Regions from separate parts of the Danio rerio genome. Here regions 2 and 3 are each linked to region 1. The links are chromatin contacts, called in public HiChIP or PLAC-seq maps. All regions are on one chromosome and are shown on one strand. The core of a region is the stretch at or near the end of the contact, and the rest is flanking DNA. Distances in the headings are between cores, read along the strand shown.

Evidence for each region. HiChIP or PLAC-seq counts read pairs in DNA pulled down with a chosen protein or histone mark.
Region 2: a contact with region 1 is called in an H3K4me3 HiChIP or PLAC-seq map of gastrula embryo, with 3 times the contacts expected there. The contact joins the promoter of mthfd1l here to the promoter of armt1 in region 1. A contact is called at or near these places in 1 of 18 Hi-C or Micro-C datasets (embryo) and 3 of 4 datasets of contacts at active chromatin or transcription factors (caudal fin, embryo and gastrula embryo).
Region 3: an H3K4me3 HiChIP or PLAC-seq map of gastrula embryo shows a contact between it and region 1, with 5 times the contacts expected there. The contact joins the promoter of si:dkey-25e12.3 here to the promoter of armt1 in region 1. A contact is called at or near these places in 3 of 4 datasets of contacts at active chromatin or transcription factors (caudal fin, embryo and gastrula embryo).

The regions. Positions count from the first base shown.
Region 1 is chr20:29,105,052-29,107,766 of GRCz12tu, reverse strand. armt1 (acidic residue methyltransferase 1) reads left to right here and starts at 1,274. Exons shown (of 5, transcript NM_001014331.2): 1 at 1,274-1,347; 2 at 1,796-1,901; 3 at 2,106-2,347. The coding sequence starts at 1,295.
Region 2 is chr20:29,245,723-29,248,422 of GRCz12tu, reverse strand. mthfd1l (methylenetetrahydrofolate dehydrogenase (NADP+ dependent) 1 like) reads left to right here and starts at 1,262. Exons shown (of 27, transcript NM_001242996.1): 1 at 1,262-1,562. The coding sequence starts at 1,327.
Region 3 is chr20:29,265,129-29,267,828 of GRCz12tu, reverse strand. si:dkey-25e12.3 reads left to right here and starts at 1,307. Exons shown (of 5, transcript NM_001025555.2): 1 at 1,307-1,901. The coding sequence starts at 1,779.

The DNA of each region.
Region 1 (2,715 bases), core at 25-2,524:
TGAAAAAAAGAGGAAAGGGAAGTTGGGGGGTGGTGGAAAACAAGCTGCTGTTCAGGCCATGTGGTCTACTGGGGCGATGAAGACATCTGGGACTGTGTTTTCTGTTTCCAATGTTTGAAAATCACATTATCATCCTTAAATATGATTTAGTTTGAATTGCTGCTGTTTGTAGACAAGAGTAATGAAATTTAGTTGGTTTAGCTAATATAGTAGCCTATCTGCATTTTGTTATTGAAAGTTACATGTAGATTAGATATATTAAACAAACCTGAGTTATCTTTTAAATCATTGAAAGTAAATCAGTAACAATCACTTAGATATTTAATCCTTAAATGTTACAGGGCAGTTGTATGAATTTATTATCAGAGGGTTAGTGTGCTACTATTATTACAGTAAATGTACAAGCATATATAAGGACTATCAAACACACAAACTAAAAATGTGGGGAAATGGTTCAAAATGTTTTTCTCATCAACATTAGTTTGTTATTCTGTGTGTATGGACTTACACACACAATATCAGAGGATAAAATGGTTCAATATGTTTAAATTATTGACATGATAGTTTTTTGTTTGGGTGAAATAAAAATAATAAACTAAATAAAAATAGGTCTAGAACTACCCCAGTTTACCTATGTTTAAAATGAAATTTAAACCAGACTGAGCTGGTTCTCTCTGGTCCTTTCTGGATAAGCTAATTGTCTAGCTCTGGCCGGCTGGTCACCCAGCTTGACAAGCAGAAAAGTGCCCAAAACTGTCTAATACCAGCCAAAAAGACCAGACTGACTGACCTGCTCAAATCATCTACAATTACAGGAGACCCACATAAGCTTTTTGTTAAGCTAAAATAACAAGTGAAATAAATATGAAATGTGGTTTTGGAATATTTAATGTGGATTTTTTCATATTTTGTTTATTTGATTCATTCATGTGTTGAAAAAATGTTCAGTGCAGTGATTGTTCAAATTGAACTGATACTAAATTATTAGTTTATGATTGGCGTGATAATTTAAAAACAATTATAATATTGTTACATCGTGGCATTTTGTTTACACGCCCACTAGAGGTCAGTGGTGTCATTGATCAAGAGATGTTTTGACAGCTTAAAGTTGTCGTATGATTACTGATAAAATATAAAATATGATGTTTACATTTGTGTCTGAATGTGCTCCCGCGGTATGTGAATGAGAGACACACTGTATTTTAGACAAGTATACTACCTTGTGATTGTTCATCGACCGTTCTAAAATAAAGCTTGTTGAAAATCACCTCACGAGTTCTTCCTGTTTGCAAAGATGGAGGCAGAGGGAATGTTGCCCCCGCAGTCGCTCTCTGCTAAGTTTGAGGGGTATGTCTTCATAAATATAGTTATTCTTTCGTGCTAGCCGTTTACGACTTTAATGTAGAATTAGGCTACAGCGAGGTATCTGTCGTATTTTTACGTGTTACTCAGTTTCAATGAAAGCATGACAGCCTACAATGGTCGTGTTTTAAAAGCTGCTGAAACTGTTTAATGGTGTCAAGTCATGTACAGCTGGAGAGGCATATATGTCTACATATACTGTCTACATAGTCGACTAACGAGCTTTTGCGACCCATTGATTACAAAGACCACACTACTACGTTACGTGACAATCAATAAAAATAATCCTATATTTTATGTATTTCGAATTCTCTTATTTATCAAATTGGCAGTGCTAGTAATGTAAATTTAGGTTATGTCTATTGACAAACTTGACAGTGTTTAATCTGAATGATTTTAATTCTAAAATATTTAATGTATTTACCATTTCTAGGTCCTTTGCCTATCTGACTGTGAGAGACAGACTGCCAACTATACTCACAAAAGTGGTGGACACATTACACCGCAATAAGGACAACTTCTATAAAGAATATGGCGAGGTATATATATATATATATATATATATATATATATATATATATATATATATATATATATATATATATATATATTATTATTATTATTATTATTATTTATTTATTTATTTTTTTTTCTCTTGTTACTAAGTGTTCAGTGATTCATTATGTTGCTCTTCAAGTAAATCATGCATCTACTAGCAGATTTAACTTCCTGTGTTTGATCAGGAAGGGACGGAGGCAGAGAAGAGGGCCATCTCCTTCCTGTCTAGGCTGAGGAATGAACTGCAGACAGACAAACCTGTGCTGGCTCTCACTGATAATGCTGAAGACACACAGGCCTGGAATGAATACATGGAAAGACAGCAGGACCTGATGGAGAATGGGCAGCTGGTCAGCTGGTTCAAGTCGCCGTGGCTCTATGTGGAGTGTTACATGTACCGAAGGATCCAAGAGGCTCTGTATATGAAGTAACGCAAATCTGCTAAATCAGTACATTATGAGGCCAAATTAAGAAATCCACAGAGAATTTATGTTACATTAAAATCATTACTTTGGGAATTGTTATAATCTAACTCAATTAAAAGTCTAAGTCCCCTAAACAGGGTTTCTGCAGGGTTTTAAAATGCCTTAAAACGCAAAATCCAAACTTTAGGCCTTAAAAAGTCTTAAATTTACTGAAATATTGTGTTGTAGGTCTTAAATCTTTTTAAATAAAGGTCTTAATTTTCCTTTGTTCATGCATTGCTACCCAATTTGGCCAAAACCCATCAAATCACCAACAATCCATCTCAATAAAAATTTACATTTTTATTTAAAAAGGGTCATTTTAACTCTA
Region 2 (2,700 bases), core at 13-2,512, 140 kb before region 1:
TGACTTGGGTTACTTAGTTTACTCCCTATACCTATCCCCTGGCTGCAGATACAAGGCTTAAAAATCATTGAAAAAATAATAATTGTGTTATCATTACTCATCCTGCACTTTTTCAAAACCTATTTGAGTTTCTTTCTTCTGTTGAACACAAAAGAGGATCATTTGAAAAATGCTGGTTGCTGGAATCCATTTCCATTGAATTTATTAAAACTATGTAAGTCGGTGTGTGCCAGCCAGCTAGCATTCTTCAAAATATTTTCTTTTGTGTTCAACAGAAGAAAGAAACTCAGAAAGCAATGGTCTCAAACTCAATTCCTGGAGGGCAGCGGCTCTGCATAGCTCCAACCACCTCCAACTCACACCTGCTTAATATAGTCTCTAGTAGTCTTGAACACCTTGATTATTTCGATCAGCTGTGTTTGATTAGTATTGGAGCAAAACTGCAGAGCTGCGGCCCTCCAGGAATCCAGTTTGAAACTTATGTCATAAAGATTGTGAGTAAATGATCGTAACTTTAATTTTTGGATGAACTATCCTATTAATATTCCAGACTAAAATAAAAGTGCGCTGTTTTAACTGAAAGAAACTTGCACTGACTGATCTTAAAATATCAAATCAGTTTTTTATTTATTTTGTGTGTCAAGATGCACACCAGTATTTTTTTTTCTAAGGCACATTTATAAAAAATGTCTTAAATTTAACTATGGTCTACAGTTTGTGAGTCTTAAAGAGATTCACCCAAATCTCATAATTTACTTACCGTTCACTTGTCGCAAAACTGCTTGAGTTCATTTAGTTATTTATTTTTTGAGGAATGTTAAAAATCTGTAACCATTCACTAACACTATCTCATAATGGAAGTCAATGATTACATTTTTCTAAAACTCTTCTTTTGTGTTCAACAGAAAAAGGAAACTCAATGTTTTGGAACCGCTTAAGGGTGACTAAATGCCCAGTTAATTTTTAGTTTGGGTCCGTATCTAACTATCCCTAAGATAATATTTATTGTCTTTATTGGGCAATTGTGATATATAAAAGAAAAAAAATTATGAAAAAAAAACACAAATTCTACAAATTTGTAAATGAAAAGAAAAAACGCTGCGAAAAAATAAGATGTTGCCCAATGTCAGATGAGTCATTTGTGTTCTTGCTTAGACTTGTGAACAATTATTACAAAAACGCCTCAAGTGCTCTTCAGCAGTTCTTCAGTGAGCGCGCTCCCGTGATGCCGGTGTCTAGCACGCGCTTGTCTTGTTCCAGTAGTGCTCGAGAATCACCTGAGCATCAGACCAGACTCCGCTCTGTCAGCAGCTCCAGCCAAGTAGCATGATGAGACTGTCTGTCGCCTTTCGCCACGCTCGCCGGAGCCACTCAACCATACAAAGATCACGTACTTGTGTCAAATTTTTATCCCGGGAGAACAGACACACACCTGATATCAGCGCGGTTTCTTTTCTGCGGGCTCGAGAAGCGAGTTCTACCAGCGGTACAACTGAAACAGCAGCCAGTTTACAAAGTCATGCGAGAAAATACGAAGGACCACCGTATGAAAGAGCAGTTGGGTAAGAATTAAACTTTGTCAGTAAAAAACGTTCATATCGAAAAGTAACACGTTTGTTTATACAGCTACTTTAGCTGTAACGTTACTGAAGATAAAGTGTCTCTTGTGTTGCCTTGATTTGTTTCCACGTGCTGCCGGTTTTTGTCTGCCTGCTGATGTAACTTCTGCTTCCCATTAGTCTTCAGTCTGTCTTCACACTGTGCGGATGTAGTCTACTATAGTTGTTCTGTGTCCTAACTAGGTTACATGTTCATATTGTGATACTGTATAAGTATTTGAATGTCCTATAAAGTGCGACTCTTTATTTTAACTAAACATGAATGTTTTTAGTGGGTCAGTGTTACATTGAATGTCCTCATCTAACCCGCTCCCCTGGTGGACGATCACAATACTGATCGTCTCTCGGTAAAGGATTTCTTTTAAGTGTTTGTTTGTGGGAACAATAGTTATTTTAAAGTATAAAAGTTTTTTTATTATTTTAAAAACTAAAATAACTCATATATGTTCACCATAACTGGAAACTGCAGTTGGAAGACAAACTATATCAAGTATATACAACTAAGTAAGAAGGGAAGTATACAGTTATTTTAGTAAAGCAAAAAACAATGAAAAGTGTTACAGCGCTCTTTGGTCTTCCCTGAAATTATATATTCTTTATGGGTGGCATTCATTATCTAATTTGAATCAGTGCCATATCAAACCCTAGTGAAGTGATTTTTAAATAAATTACACATTAAATGCAACCTAAATGTCTATTTTAAGGGTTCAAATATGTTTTGTGTCAAATGTCTTATTAAGTGTAATTGATATATTTGTGTAAATTCAACCTAATACTGACCTGTACTTAGTACTATGTAATGTATGTATAATAATACATATTATTAGTAACTTTTAATATTAAATTTGAAATGGTAACAACTTTTTGATGAGGAATTGGTGAACCCAGCAGATTAAATTATAATGGCAAAATGTAAAGATTTAAAATGACAGGGCTGCATTATTAAATAATACTTTTTAAATAGTTTTAAGCCTTTAACTGTTTTTAAGTATATTTAAACAAGTTTCTGTTTAAGCCTGAACTTATCTTGGAAAATTTTGTATAATATGCACATATCATCTATAATTTAAGTGTGAACTCC
Region 3 (2,700 bases), core at 58-2,557, 160 kb before region 1:
GGACGAGTAAATGCTGATGACTAGTTAATGCATTTAATTATCAGTTTCTGGCTTATTTTTGGTCACGCAATATGTTGTTGTTGTTCATCTGATGTTTTATTTCCCAATGTAAAGACCTGCCAAAGGTTTAATAATTGCTTATAGCATATATTAAACACTGAAATTTAACAGGGTGTCTGAACATTATTACAAGATTGTGAACATTTGACACAATCAGAATAATAACCATTACAAAACTGTAACCTTAATGTGAATCGTGTTAGTGTGTTTTTATAATGTCTGGTCTGAACTATCAAGTGTTATTGCTGTTGTTTAGAATTTTTTCTGCATCAAAAAGTTTCAGACTGATGGAGTCTAGTCAGTAAGGCTGATCTGTGTCTGTTTGTAACCAGCAGAGGGCAGTGACAAATAATTTTTCGATGAGAAAAATCAACGAACACCAAATGAGTAAACAATAAAACTTTAATATTATTTTATATCTGAACGTTAGCGTAGGCTACCAGATTTTTTGAAAATCTAGATTAGTGACAGTGGCAGACTATGATTTGATGGGTTCGTTTCTGATATAATGGAGTCATGTGTTCATAATGGGCTTTATTAATTTTTTAATAAAGCTATCACAAAAAGTAACACTTAAAAGTGTGTGTGTGTGTGTGTGCGCGTGCGTGCGTGCGTGCGTGCGTGTGTGTGTGTGTGTGTGTGTGTGTGTGTGTGTATAAAATATATATTTTTATTGTTCTTAGTAATCAGAAAAGCATGCATACACACGTGTCATAAATAAATAGAATCATCAGTATTTAATATTTTTTTTTCATTACATTTTATTTTTGGTTTAAAAACACGACAATATTTTAAAACCTAATAATGATGGAATTAATATAGTTTGACATTTTTACAGATTTGCAGTGATAGACATTTATGAAAAATGTGTAATGTTGTATTGGGTAATTTGAAGTTCATAAAACTATTAAATGTTTTATTTACACATTTATATAACATGGAATGTTCTAAAAAATAAATATCAAAATACATAATTTGCTTTGAACAAAAGAAATTATACCAACATATTGAAAAAAATATATTTCAATATTTAATACTTCATATATCGGTTATTCAAAGACATCATAGTCAAATTTCACTTTTAGATGCAAGTTCCTTTTATTAAACACCCTTTAGATTGTCTTTAAATAAATTATAAATTATTATACTTATAAAACTTATTAATAAAAGTATATTTAAAAATATTGAAAGCTACAGCTGGTGTGACATCATCAGGTCACATGACCATCAAATGACAGTTGTGAATATTTCAAAAGAAATACAAAGTAGGCTGCAATATTCGCACAATGTAACTATTTTAGTGTCCGCTAATAACGCCTGCTCCTGTGAGTTCAAATGAATACTGCAATGTGAGTAAGTGTGTGACGGTTTTAGTGAGAAAGACTATTAAGCCTTGTCTCGCCTTGTCACTCCGTTAATTCTCACCTATTACATTGTATTTTCATGTTAGACGCCTTTTTTCGTGTCAAGCTTTTTTACGACAGTCTCTGGATTTGCTCAAACCGAAAGTGTCAGGACGCACAGTGCTAAAACCGTAAGCAAAATTTATGAAGTTTTATACACGCGGCTAACGTAATACTGTAACGTACTGTATCACCGAGACTCTGTCATAAAACTGATGAGCTCATAGGATTTAAATGGAGGAACACGGAAGAGCGGTTGACACAATTTACTGGAAACTTAAGAGGCGGTTTCGGTTTGCCGGACATTGAGCCAGAATGTGTGATAACAGCTGTTTCTGTGAAAACAAGCAGGATACCATAGACGAAAGCCTGGACAAAACGTGTATCTTCTGTACCATCGCGAAGGGCGATGATCGATACACTGAGATACTCGCAGAGGTACGTTAAGTTGCTCTTATCTCCATTTTTTCTTTCACTTCCATGAATTGGCAGATTCACTCCTCTTTCTAAAGCTAATGTTTTATATAATTTTACATGTTTATAGTCTTCTTTACGAAGAGGAAGTTTTAGTTGTTGTCACTCTAAATTGAAAAATTAAGCCGTCATAATAAACATTAAAAGGGCTGGTCCAGTTATCAAATGCTTCGAGATCTATTCACTGGGGCGGTAACATGACAGAGGACAAATAGTTGTAGAGATTTTTGCTCTTATATTGTAATCAGATGTTTATATGTTGTTTTGTCCAAACCTATATACATTTATAAATATCAAATTAAAAATAAGTTAAAGCTGACGTAGATTCTGACCTCATCCGCGTGACAGGGGCGGGGGAACCCCGAAAACTTACCCACGGAGTGGAAAGATAGATACGTGTCGTGTGTGTGCACACAATATATCCTGTAAATGATGTAGTCCTATCCTGCTGTAATGCTACTAGTAAATATTTTTAATTTTCCATTAAATACTCCAATCGTACGTATTAATTAGCTAAACCAGTATTTAGATACTAGTAAAGTGATAATAGCAGAGTGCTTATTCATTAGATAGTCCTATAGTACTTGGTTCATTAGTCATTATTTTGTTGATAGCAACAAGCCCCAAGAAGCCATGAATTACATTGAATTGAATTTATAACAGGTAATGGTTGTTGTTAGGCACAGGGTGAAACAGATAGTCTGTTTGCTGCTTAGCTGCTACTATCTATTTAATAGACAATAGCACACATATATAGGCTAGA